Regions from separate parts of the Mus musculus genome. Here regions 2 and 3 are each linked to region 1. A link is a contact called in public ChIA-PET and HiChIP or PLAC-seq data. All regions are on one chromosome and are shown on one strand. The core of a region is the stretch at or near the end of the contact, and the rest is flanking DNA. Distances in the headings are between cores, read along the strand shown.

Evidence for each region. ChIA-PET counts read pairs in DNA pulled down with a chosen protein or histone mark. HiChIP or PLAC-seq counts read pairs in DNA pulled down with a chosen protein or histone mark.
Region 2: a contact with region 1 is called in an RNA polymerase II ChIA-PET map of memory CD8 T cells, with 13 read pairs. The contact joins the promoter of Cplane1 here to the enhancer-like site in region 1. A contact is called at or near these places in 1 of 39 promoter capture datasets (the C10 cell line), 3 of 484 Hi-C or Micro-C datasets (myeloid progenitors, regulatory T cells and uterus) and 4 of 115 datasets of contacts at active chromatin or transcription factors (epiblast stem cells, memory CD8 T cells, microglia and 1 more).
Region 3: an H3K27ac HiChIP or PLAC-seq map of thymic regulatory T cells shows a contact between it and region 1, with 4 times the contacts expected there. The contact joins the promoter of Wdr70 here to the enhancer-like site in region 1. A contact is called at or near these places in 4 of 39 promoter capture datasets (the C10 cell line, liver and pre-B cells), 4 of 484 Hi-C or Micro-C datasets (CD4 T cells, LSK cells, Sertoli cells and 1 more) and 3 of 115 datasets of contacts at active chromatin or transcription factors (the 230-238 cell line, the SCID.adh cell line and thymic regulatory T cells).

The regions. Positions count from the first base shown.
Region 1 is chr15:8,567,946-8,572,436 of GRCm38.p6, forward strand. No RefSeq gene overlaps it. Among named protein-coding and RNA genes, the nearest start is that of Gm46508, 12 kb to the right of the region's middle. Within about 2 kb of position 1,971, at least 290 of the 459 cell types and tissues checked have an H3K27ac peak or open chromatin away from gene starts, as enhancers often do. A contact at or near this core is called in the 230-238 cell line, the SCID.adh cell line, Sertoli cells and 6 more, where this site is marked.
Region 2 is chr15:8,166,273-8,170,631 of GRCm38.p6, forward strand. Cplane1 (ciliogenesis and planar polarity effector 1) reads left to right here and starts at 2,834. Exons shown (of 53, transcript NM_001162906.1): 1 at 2,834-3,217; 2 at 4,034-4,122.
Region 3 is chr15:8,096,389-8,100,681 of GRCm38.p6, forward strand. It overlaps Wdr70 (WD repeat domain 70), which reads right to left and starts at 2,821. Exons shown (of 18, transcript NM_001081402.1): 1 at 2,731-2,821; 2 at 2,568-2,633. The coding sequence starts at 2,755.

The DNA of each region.
Region 1 (4,491 bases), core at 721-3,220:
TGTTCTTCTGATCTTCATTTTGGCCTTGGGTAACTTGTCCTATTACCTCATGCTTATCTTTCTTGTTTGGGCTTTGACTCCACATCTATCCTCCAAGTGCTTACTACTAGATTGCATAGCAAGCTTCTCTCTCTCTCTCTCTCTCTCTCTCTCTCTCTCTCTCTCTCTCTCCATTGTCTGTTACCAGAGAGCTACTTCTAAACATCACACAGATGCAGACATTTAACAAGGCTGCAGTATTTCTCAAAGCAATCTCCCTTTGTACAATGTTATTTGTTCTTTTGTTTTTGATGGGGTCTTTCAAAAGCCAGACTGGTTTCACTCATTTTGTCGGCAAACACCTTGAATTCAGGGTCCTCCAGCCCCCCAAGTTTGGTGTGCTGGGATTAGGGAAGTGGCTAGGTTATTACACCAGGTCTATGATGTGGTGGGGAATCCTCAGTTCAGGACTTCATGCCTGCTAGGCACACTACCAACTGCGCCCCACCTCCAGATGCCTTCCGGGCAACCGTTGAACCAAGTGAGCCGACAGGGGAGGTCGCTGATCAAAGAGTCTTGTTAAGAGTTTGAAGGCAGAAAAGAGTTCTATAGCAAGCCTGGAGATTCTATCCAAAACCAGTTCTCAAGAAGCTGCTGGGCAGTGGACCGTACACGGCAGATGCAAGGTTAAATATAACCAAAGCATCACAACTTACACACAGATCAAAGAACCAAAACAATCCCTGAACCCTGGCCACCGCAACGCCTGCTGGGCACGCCTGCAGACCCAAGTACTGTGTGCACATACTCCCCCCACCCCACCCCCGGGAGCCCGCCCCGTCCCTTCTTCAGTCGCCCCAAGCTTGATCTCAGGGACGCAGCTGCCGCCAGGTGCGTTGGGATGCCCCACCCTCTCCGGTTGGAGAGCAGACAGACCGGTTCTACTTGTCTTGCTAAGGTGAAGACAACAGACCGACTACAGACAACTGAAGGCGGGCGAGGCCCCGCTGTCTCCCTCCTCCCTCGCATCCTTCTAGCCTCTCTCTGAACTTTTCTACCTGACATTCGCGCTACTAGCTGAAAGCGAGTCCCCAGCCCAGCAGCCTGCCGAGCACCGTCTCCAGCGACGGCTGCGAAACTGTTCGACTCCAAACACAAACACCAGCCCCTGACATGTTTTAAGAAACGCTCCAGTTGGATGAGTGCGGAACCAAAACAGACCAAATCGGGAGGCAGGGAGGGAAGGCAAGCAATTGGCCCAATTCGGTTGGAGCAGCGGGGCTCGTGTTACACTCCCTTTGCCAGTTAGCGTCGTGGGCGTTTGTTGCTGTGTTAATTACAGTTCTTCCCGGAGTCGGAGGCGAGAACAGCCCTCGTGGAAGCGTTTCAAGTGGAACGCTCCACCAGGAAGCAAACAACTGCTTTCCTGCCCAGCTGGGAGGGATTCCACCCGGCAGCGAAGGGCGGGGCTGCGGGCGCGTCCTGCCGGGCTGTGCGCACGCGCACTGCGGGGCTGAGCGCACCTGCCTGCGGTTAGCATCGCTCTGGCCACCGGCTCCGGCGGCGCCCGGGTGCAGAGAAGCCAAGAAGGTGCAGCGGAGCAACGGCTTCTCCCCACCCCCCCTCCCACCCCCACGGGGGGACCCAGTACTCCAGGGAGCCCGTGCTTTTCCCAGCCCCCCCCCCCGCGTTCTTGTTTTCTCTGGAGTTCCTGGGGAGTCAGTTCTGTTTTATCTTCTCGTGGGTGGCATGAGGATGGGAACAGGTGGCTCTGAAGGAATCGGGAACAAACCCGAGATAGCGCGGCAGGGTGGAAAGTACACGGCCTTCCAGATACAGTGAGCTGTCCCAAACTGGCTGCCCTTCGTCAAATATGTGACCTTGGGCAAAGTTGTTTCACTTTTTCTGAAAGGCTCCCAGAAGCTCGTACGTAACTTCACAAGAGGAGGTGCTTGTTTGTGCTATTGACTCTATTGCTGGAACACACACGTCACTATATAAACGTCACCTGTAGAGAAGTAAGCAGGGGCTGGGCACATAGTTCATTTGGTAGACTGCCTTCCTAGCAAGCACTGTGCTTTGTGTATGGGCCTCAGTACCACATAAAATCTCGAGTCCTCTCAGCGCAGGGGGTGATCAGGAGTTCAAGGCCATCCTTAACAGCACAGAGGCCAGCAAAAGCAAAACACAAACAAACAAAACCTTTTTTTTTTTTTTTTTTGGTTTTTCGAGACAGGGTTTCTCTGTATAGCCCTGGCTGTCCTGGAACTCACTTTGTAGACCAGGCTGGCTGGAACTCAGAAATCCGCCTGCCTCTGCCTCCCAAGTGCTGGGATTAAAGGCGTGCGCCACCACCTTTGTTTAAAGGCTTCAAACAAAACCTTTTAATGTTGCCATTCTATACATGAGAAAGTTACTTCCTAAAGATGTTAATGAATGTATATATATATATATATATATATATATACATATATATACACACACACACAAACAGACATACATACACACACATATGTATACATACACATATACATACATATGTATATGTACAAATACACACACATGTATACATACAAATGTATATATATATATGCTATTTTTGTTTGCATGACTATAGGACATAAACTACAAATGGCACTAGCTGAGAGCAATGTGTCCTCCATTCATTTGAGAATGAAGGGGCAGAGAGGAAAGGGTCTTGGTGATTACTGATATCCAGCAAAGGCAGCTGAATAAGCAATAGGAAATAGGATGTGAATGCCAGCATCAGCCTCGCCAATCTGTTACAGCCCACACATACTTAAATACCACTAGGTCAGTGTGGGCTCAGCAAGTAGGGTCGTGGAGCTGAGCACAGTCACAGTCACATACCTGCTCCATATCTCTTACTACAATACTTACCTGGCAGCTTTCCCCCATTTCAGAAGAATGCTTTCTCCCCCTTACAGTGCTATTTGGGAATTTTACGAATAAAATTCTTGGAATCAATTCAAAAACTGCAATCCAAAAGCCATGGTGTGCACTTGACACTGCCACTTAGGCACACTTAAGGCCTGGCGTAGACACCTAACATAATACATGGGAAGTGCTTTGGAATAAAAACAGGAGTAATGATATTTTAAAAGGATACCATACATGTTTTGATTGTCATCATAATCTTCCTGAGGAAATTTTGCCATTAACACATGACTCTCAGTTTCACATCGTTCTTGGTAAAGTCATTTTCAGAACAGTTGTGGGGACTGAATAGGAAAGGCACAGCCCAGAAATCAGGCTATACTGTGTGTGGCATAATCTCTGCCTACAAAGAACTGCTGTGGAGGTAGGGTCAGTTATTCGTGTTCTAAAAAGAATGGCTTACTCAGTTTTCACCGGGTCAGTCAATGCCAGTTCTTGGGGATAGTTTGGATTTGGCTGGGGATCTGGAACCAGTCTGCCTCGGGTCAGCTGCCTTCATAAAAGATCAGTACAAATATCAAATTTGTACTTATGATAACCAAGTCTATCATCGTACATTTCTGTAGGTTAGAAATCTGACATGGTCTGTCTTATTGTGTGAGACTTCAGGCCAAATTCATTTCTTCGTCTTCCAAGGGGCACCTTCCTCCCTCTGGAGAATCAGCAATGACATCTCAAATCCATAAATCGAATCGTCTTGAGAGCTATCTTCAATTCCCTCATCCTCTTTTAGGGACCCATATGATCTCATTGGGCCCATCTAGGTATCGACGCGAAGGATAATTTCCCTATTTTAAGGTGCCCTGATTAGCAAACCTAGAGTCAATTGCATCCCTAATGCCTCTTCAAAATTTAATCTCCTGTGTCTACAGGTTCCTAGGATTGGGGTATGGATATCTATGGGAGGCCACACATTCTGCTCATTTTGGTAGCCAACACTGCATTAATTCATAAACATATACTAAAGGCTTCCTCTGTAAAGGCACAATTAGCAGGGAGGTACAGGTCCCCCAGATCTGTCACTTACTAAGTTAATTAACTGCCTAGTTAGGTTGATTTGGGCAAATTATTTAACCCGTTTAACCTGCAATGTTCACATCTGTAAAGTGAGGGTAATGATAATACTTACCTTATTGGATAATACTTACCTGGCATGTGCCGAGCACTTAGAAGTTTGAGGCTGTCATTATGTGTCATGAGGATTGTACAGTGTCTGCCCTCCGTGGAGTCTGAGGCATAAGGCACACTCACCACACGCTTGTGGAATGAGAGCATACAGGAACAATGAAAACTATAAGAAGATGTGTTACTTGCTGGTGAGAGAAGTAGGTGAAAGATATTCCCAACACTCAGGAAATGCCAGGGCTGGATGGAGCAGGTTGATTACAGAAGTAGGAGACAGGCTGGGTTTTGAGAGGCGAAGGAGGAAACACTGGGCACGGGAGCAGGCATGTTATATTGACAAGGTGGCAGGAAATGGGCTGACTTAAGTGTCATCTTGTAGGATGGAGAGTCGCGCCCGGGTGTCATCTGTTCCCACATTTCCTCAGGATG
Region 2 (4,359 bases), core at 1,584-4,083, 400 kb before region 1:
GCTAAGGAAGAGAGAGGCTCCTAGGACCCAGTGGTGATGACTTTAGCTGAAATATCCAACAAAAGGGGAGATACAACCTGTAGAGATCACCCCCAGTAGTTAGGCACTGCCCCCAGTTGAAGGATGGGGCCACCCATGCATCTCAAAATTTTTAACCCAGAAATGTACATGTCTTCAGCCCTGGCCCAGAACCATTTGACAGACCTTAAGAGAAGCAGGAATTACTCTGTCTTGACAGAGCTAAGCTGTCAACTATCCCATATCATGTGTCCTTTCCTGGACAGTATTTTTTGCCTGCAGATGAACTAGGGCAATTCTGGCCCAGTGGCTACTTTGCCACAACTGGAGCAACTCTCTATGGAGGTTGTGATGCTCAGTATCTTCTTTGTACCGTGAAGGGTGAGGGTACTGTCAACAGCAGACATGTCTCGTAGTCAAAAATCTATTAATAATGCAATTATTTTAAATGTCATAATCTGTGAATTTCTGATGCTTTTGAAGACTAGTATATCTGAACTGTTAAACTACTGCTCTTAGGTATTTCTAGCTGAATAAAAATGAAAGCACCTAATTATAATTAAATCAGAATCGAATATGACTATGAGTTTACTGTCTGGCATCTGGCCCTTACCTTGCATTACTTAATTATCCTAGACCGTGTGTAATAGCAGCTATAGAAGGATCAGGTCAAAGCTTTATATTCTCGTTTTGTTTTTTTTGAGACAGGGTTTCTCTGTGTAGCCCTGGCTGTCCTAGAACTCACTTTGTAGACCAGGCTGGCCTCAAACTCAGAAATCTGCCTGCCTCTGCCTCCCGAGTGCTGGGATTAAAGGCGTGCACCACCACGCCGGGCAAAGCTTTATATTCTTAAGTGAGTTGCATAGGCACAATGCCTAAGTGTAACAATATTAATTTCAAGTTTTGTAACAATATTCAAAGATTTATACGGATGGAAACCTTAAACCTATATCAATTTATAAATTCTGTACCAATATAAGGAATTATAACTTCAAGTTTGCATCAAATACAAAGATTTCTACCAATGTTAGATTATGGCTATGCAATGCTTTGTTTAAGAATAATTTTAGTAATCCATCCCATATATCTAACTTTCTATACTATCACTCTATCCTCTCTTTCCCTTTAACCTCCTTCCTTTTACCTCGGAAGGAAAGGAGAGAGGAGAGGAGAGGAAAGACAGAAAGCTCCAAGCCTAAGCCCTCTATTTAGTTTCCTCCCTATTCAAAATTATGACCATTTCCAAATTATCCCTTAAAATGATAGCCTACCTATAATTTATGAAATAACCATAATCGAGAGATAGGGATAGCAACTGTCCACAACTTCCTCCTGCTGAATTGGGTTGACAAATATTTTTAAGGGGTGGGAGGAGGAGGGAAAGTGGAAGAAGTGGTTAGGCTTAAGAAAGCTAGCACTAGCATCTGTTACCCAGTCGTTGTATACGTAGAAGGCTCAGGGCTTGACAGGTTCTGACTGGAGCTGTCTGAAAGGCTGGATGAACCTAATCCGTCTGGAACCTGGGGCTATTCCTGAAGCTGCTCTAGAAGCAAGTCTCTGGAGACAGCATCAGAAGGGAGGGGGCTGGAGCAGCAGCTCATTTCAGCGTCCATGCGGATGAACCTTGTCAGAGCTGCACATTCAGCAATACGTGAATCTTACAACCAACAGTTTAGTACTGTAAGATACCTGTGTGGATTGTGCAAAGTGCACAGATGAGTTAAGGTTGAACTTTTGCTCCTTGTTTGAGCAGGTAAAAGACGAGTATTCTTTTTATGAGTTAATTTGATCGATAACCAATTGTGATAAATCCTTCATGACATGTGAAGAATTCCATGACCAACACGATTTATTGTCTAATTTTAGCTGAAGTTTTGGCTAGAGACTTTTTTTTTTTTTTTTTGGTTTTTTGAGACAGGGTTTCTCTGTGTAGCCCTGGCTGTCCTGGAACTCACTCTGTAGACCAGGCTGGCCTCGAACTCAGAAATCCGCCTGCCTCTGCCTCCCAAGTGCTGGGATTAAAGGCGTGCCACCACTGCCCGGCAAGTTTTTGTTGTTGTTGTTGTTGGTTTTTGTTTGTTTGTTTGTTTATTTATCTATTATATGTGTGTGCACTGTTGTCTTCAGACACTCCAGAAGAGAGCATCAGATTTTTGTTATGGATGGTTGTGAGCTACCATGTGGTTGCAGGGATTTGAACTCAGGACCTTTGGAAGAGCAGTCGGTGCTCTTAACCGCTGAGCCATCTCACCAGCCCGTTGTTGTTGTTTTTTAACTTGTTATTTTATGAGTGTTTTGCCTACGTGTATGTATGTGCACCACCTTTGTAGCTGGTGCCCACAGAAGCCACAAAAGAGTGTCAGATGCCCTGGAACTGGAGTTACTCAGGGTTATGTCGTAGGTGCTGGGACTCTGAAATCGGGTCCTCCACAAAGGCAACAACTGCTCTTAACAGCGCAGATCTAAATGTTGGTTCTTAAGGCATTCTCATGCCAAGCTCCACGGAGAGCTCGGAAACTCAAAAGTCTTGCACGAGGGGAAGCCAGGGATGGATGGAGAGAGAAAGGACTACCGAGCTGAGGAGAGAGCAGGAGGGCAGGACAGACTCGGTGGAGGTAACCCACTCTGGCAGGCTTGCAGCGCTCTCCCAGAACCCCGGCGCAAAGCTGGCTACGCCGAGGAGGCGGGGCGGGCGGGGATCCGTCAGGTGCCCGCCCACGGAGCGGCATGGAGCATGCGCAGTGGGGCGGCCCCGCCCACGCGTCGCCTGGACACGGCTCTGGGGTGGCGGGCGCGGCCTCCTCCAGGGCTCAGCGGCTTCGCAGCCTCTGCGGTCCTCGGTGGGAGGTGGCGGCCTTGGGACCTTCCCCAGGGGCTCGGTCCCCGTGCCCCCCGCCTCCCAGGGTCTCCGGGCTAGCTGTGGGGACTTCCGTTTTCCTCGCGGCCGCCCGCCGTCCCGCCCAGGTCCTTCTTTGGGTCGCAGGCGTCCCCTCCCCGCCGTGGCCCCTCACACCTCCACAGGGGACCTCCGGGCAGGACTCTGCGGCCACAGCCACGAGGAAACCTCTGAGGAGACCCCAGCGGACGGCAGAGCAGTGAGGGATGGACGCGGGTTCCTAGCATCCTCCGTAGCACAAACCCCGCCCGGGACGTCAGCGATTTTCTTGAAATTGTATGCTCCGATTTGTTTGAAATAAAGGTACCTTTCCCCGGTTCCCGTAGACTGGGCAGATTACTCCTGTCATACATATATTTTTGCGCCATGGAGCGGATTTTTTTTAAAAATCAGTTCTTCCATCTGCAGTGTCTGTTGTGTAGTGCTTGGTCTATCCAGTAGCATCAGTGTTTTGAGAGGCTTTGCAGTATGCGTCAGAAAATGGTGTTTGCTGCATCCCAGGAGAGAGGTGATTGTTAGAATTCTAAGTGACGGGAGGTTGTACGTGATTCTGTAGCGCACCGTACTGAAATCTTGAAGTGGGTTTGCTGTCTTTCTATCTTTTATGCTTTACTTGAAAAAAAAAATATGTCTATCTTTTCCCAAACAAATCCTTTGCATAAATCTTTAAGTGTCTTTCACATCTAGAAGGACTCATTAGACAAAAAACATAATACAATTAATCCCTCAAAACCAAAACTAACAAGTTGCTGTCACCAGTAGAATCTAACGATGATTAACTCAGTCGTGCTGGGTTTTCTCCTGTTGCCTTTTATCAATTTTGCATTTAAAGTTGCATAATGTAATTAAATATGTATTTTAGATTAACCAGTTCCTTATGTTTTGCTGTACCTTATTTTTCTCTTTACATGTGCATATGTATAGTATTTAGGAATTATTAAACTACCTAGAAATAGCTTTTGATTTGAAGATGATTGCGTATATTAAATAGTCTTATATTCACTTGTCATACTCAGAATAATGCATATTTCTGGTAATGCTATTTTACATGAGTAGTCATCAAATTTAGGAAACTTGGCATTGAATAATATAGCATTTTTGTTTTGTTTTTTGATGCAGAATAAAATGCTTCATTTGGCCGCCTTGTGTGGTTAAATCATCCTTCATTTGGAACACCTGAGCTTCTGATTCTTCGCTGACACTGGTTGGTTAGTTTCATGTCCATTTATCACAAACCAGAATCATTTGGGAAGAACCTGAGTTGAAAAAAATGTCCCCCCCCCACCTCACGTGCCAAAACAGTGGTATGGCAGCTCTTTTCATTTTGAGGCAGGGTCGGGCTGGCCATAAATTCAGGTCTGGGCAGAGAAGCCTTGAATTTGGTCTTCCTGCCTCAGCCTCTGGAGTAGCTGCAACTTCATGTGCAGTAGCAACAGGACTGTGGA
Region 3 (4,293 bases), core at 1,571-4,070, 470 kb before region 1:
TGTGGTGTTTACAGAATACATAGAAGAGGGTGTAGGAAGAAAATCAGGGCCAGGGGAGAAGGGACAGGACATCTGTCCTCTAGCTGTGACATGGACATGCTCTCTGGACTCACATGAGCTACAACTACCTTCACAAGACCCACAGAGAAAGAGGCAGTTGATAACTGCAACATGGACAGGGAAGGGGCTCATAAGGCTCCACCCCCCAATTGAGGACCTATTCACAACTAGGGAAGCTGGAGGAGGGGAAACATTTCTCTCCAGGGATATGGTCAGAGGTAGAGAGCCCACATAAATGCAGGCAGCACTACCTGAATGCAGAGTATAAGAGGAGTCTGAAGAGAGCAAGAGGGAAGAGTTCCAAGAGGAGTGGCCAGATGATCAAGATACACTGTAGATATGAATGAAACTATCAAAGAAGAAACAAAATATTACAAAATATCTTAAACACACAGTATGAAAGCCAGGTGGTGGTGTGGTGGCACACTTTGATCCCAGAGCACTTGAGTTCCAGGCCAGCCTGGTCTACAGAGCACTTCCAGGACAGCCAGGGCTACACAGAGAAACCCTGTCTCAAGCAAAACAAAACAAACAAACAAATAAGGTTATCTTTTAATTGGTCTATTAATGAGCTATGATAAATATACATGAGAGCTAAAAAAAAGAAAAAAATTCCACCTACTAACATAATCACAGACTATCCATCCCTCCTACTCTTGAATAAGGTATCCATGGGTTTTTGTTTGTTTTCCAATTTTTTAGTTTTTTTCTAAATAGCAACAAAAAGACAGTATCTAACCAGGTGCATACTACACGGTAAAATCCCAGAACCAAGGAGCTAAGAGGAAAAAGGGTCAGAAGCACACGGTCATCCTCAGCTTACATACAAAGTCTAAGGCAAGCCTGAGCTGTGTCAGGTCCTGTTTTAACTAAGAAATAAAAATAAATAACAAAAAATAAGTAAAGACAGTCTAACTACATAGTCCAGGCTAGCTTCAAACTTGAAACCTGCCTCAGCCACTCAATTAGATTCTTGTATCAAGTTATTAAAGTTTTTAATAACTCTCTCAACAAACAAAAAATAAAATTTAAGTGATACAAGATCTCTGGACACTAAAATAAATCAAGTTCTAACAGTGCAGCTTAGTAATGGGACAGGTAGTTAGCATGCAGGAAGCCCTGTTGAGTCCTCCTACTACCAAAAATTAAATCATGTTTTGGAGGCCGGGCATGGTGGCGCATGCCTTTAATCCCAGCACTTGGGAGGCAGAGACAGGAGGATTTCTGAGTTCGAGGCCAGCCTAGTCTACAAAGTGAGTTCCAAGACGGCCAGGGCTATACAGAGAAACCCTGTCTCAAAAAAAAAATCATGTTTTGGAAGAATATAATACATGAAAATCGCAAAATACTGTCTTAAAAAGCAATGTTTACTCATAAATATGATATTAAATTTTAATATGCACCAGGAGATCTAAAAAAAAAAAAAAACAGATTTGACTTCCTTTTCTTCGTGATTCTCCTAATTTTCTGAAGTCAAAAACAGGAGTTGGAGAGATGATTCACAAGTTAAGAACACTTGTTGCTCTTGCAAAGGACATGTTTAGTTCCCAGGGCCCACAAGGTGGCTCACAACCATCTGTAACTCTAGTTCCATGGGACCCAGTGACCTCTTCTGGCCCCCATAGGTACTGCAGGCAAATGGTGCACAGACATAGAGGCAAAACAACCGCTCAGAAATATAACTATATATACATTTATCTTTTAAAAAAATAAATCCACCGGGTGGTGGTAGCTCAAGCCTTTAATCCAGGCAACCGGGAGACCGAAGCAAGCAGATCTTTACGGGTTCGATGCCAGCCTGGTCTACAGGGTGATATCCAGGACAGCCAGGACTGTTACACAAACACACACACACACACACACACACACACAAAACCTGTCTAGAAAAAAACAAAAAACAAACAAACAAACAAAAGAGGAGAATGAATAGGAAGAAGAGGAAAAGAGGAGGTGGAAGAGGGAAGGAAAAAGAAGAAAAGAAGGGAGAAAAGAAAGAAAAAAAGTAAATACTGTAACTACCCTTTTATCGACTAATTACCTAGAAGAAGCTAAGTAGATGAATAAATGAAACAATGAATGAATGAGAACTAGGTACATCAGAGAGACATTTGTTCCCAAAACAAATTACAGGTCAATTTCCATTTGATTTTTCTAGCACTGATACTATTAACAGATGATTATGTCTTTTGAGACTGTTTTTTCTTTTAAATCACCTAATAATGTGACAAGACCAGGGTATACATTAAGACTGAAGAGGAAGAAACGCTATATCCACCAAAATGTTATTTAATGGTCGCCACTAAATGTCTTTCTCAGACTGGGTCACCATAGTAATCCCTTTCCGTCAAGGTTTCCAACTGTCACCTGAACTGGTCTCAACAGTTTAAATGGGACCGATTCGGATTTGGCACGGCGGAAGGCGCCGGTCAAAAGTGGCAGCTCTCCTACCCTTTACTCGCAAGCCCCGGGCGAAGTCGGGCTGGGCTCTGCCCCGGGCAGTCACTCACCGAATCCTGTGAAGCCCATGGTGACCGCCAGCTGAGGGTCGGGTCCCGCCGTGTCTGCGCCTGTCACTGGAGCAAGAAACAAAGGACAGACCGGCCGTCAGCCCGGCGCTCCAGTGCCCAGCACGGCCCTCCACCCCGGCTGGCCCGCCTAACCCACACCCACCTTCGCTGGTTCCCGAGTGCTCCATGACTGCCCGAGCCCACCGCCTCCGTGGATGCAGCAGCGCGCGACTCCCGGCAAGCCCGACGGAAGTGTCGTCACCGAGACCGCGTCGCCAAGAGCGGCCCGGCTGCGTGGGTAGGCAGGCTTTCGGACTCTCGCCCCCTAGCGGTGCGGAGGGAATGCGCTGACAAGCCACGAGGAGGTCTAGTTTGGGAGTTCCCTAAAACCTTTCGGTGGTTTCAGATGCGTTCTCAAGCAAAGTCCTGGCACGTTTCTAAGGAAATCAACAGAATCTTGTTATTTGCATGCTACTTTTATCTATATTCGTAATGTACTTGACGTACATGATGAAACTTCCACTGCTGCCCATCTTCTCAGTATGCTTGAAGAAACCACTATCTAGTTATAAAGATGCCAGAAAACTGAAGAGTTGTTAGGAATGTTTAAAGCGCTTGCCCTCAGTCTCCACTCTCTAGGCTAGCCTTGTTTACTAAGGGTTCCAAATGTTACATGTTACATAACTACTGTGTTTCCAATTTATTTTAGTTTCTTTACAACTCTGTTCCTATTCTTAATGACACATCATTTAATATACTTTTAAAGTCTAAAACAAATACTTGGTTGAATTTTTCTTTTGTCAGAGTCTCTCATTTTGTAATCCATGCCTGGCCCAGAACTCAGAGACCCATCTAGATTCCTCTGCCTCCCAAGCTTTTAAAGATGTGTGCTACCAAGCCAAGTGAAAATACTTCATTTTCACATGCACTCAATGATTGTGGACGTGGTATAAACATGCCTTACTGTGCAACCTGCAGACCTATTCTTCTACTATGTGGTTCTGGGGGTGGACCTCAAGTCACAAGCTTAGCAGAAAAGACAATTTCCTACTGAGCCTTGTAGTCCACTCAAGAATGAAAATTCTTTGATAAAATTACTCCTGAGCCCCAATATTAGACTCCTGTCTCTGTCTATGGTTCATTGATAATGATTATCTAATGCTTCCATTGTCCTTAGAGTAAAAGAAAAATTTATTAGTACAAAGAAGCTGTAGATCTGTGGTTGCTTAGCATAGACAAGGCTAAGGGTCTGTATTGGATCTCCACCACAAAAAAATACAAATTTAATAAAAGGTTAGCCTGACTTCCAAAACCTTTCTATTCCAATCTTGTCATTTTCAACATTCCCATTTAGTGCAGGGAGCGGCCTCAGAACACATAGTCCTGAATGCTTTAACTCTTCACCAAGTCATTGATCCAACCAGCTCATCTCCAACTATCAAATTAAATCTCTCCTGCTTTTGAAAGCATCTGTAGAACTTTGTAGGCCTCCAACTAAATAAGGCCCACCTACCATGTGATACCCTAGTCTGTCTTCATAATATAATGGCTGGGCAGGCACTCTTGAGTGGTTATTAAATGAATTAATAAGAAGAAATGGTTGTGAAGGCAAGTTACTTTTCCTATGCACAAGATGTATATAATTTGTAGCAAGGAAGTTTGGGTTTGCCTCAAGAGATTACTAGTGACAAATTACCCTGAACTTCAACCAGTAAGGCTAATTTAT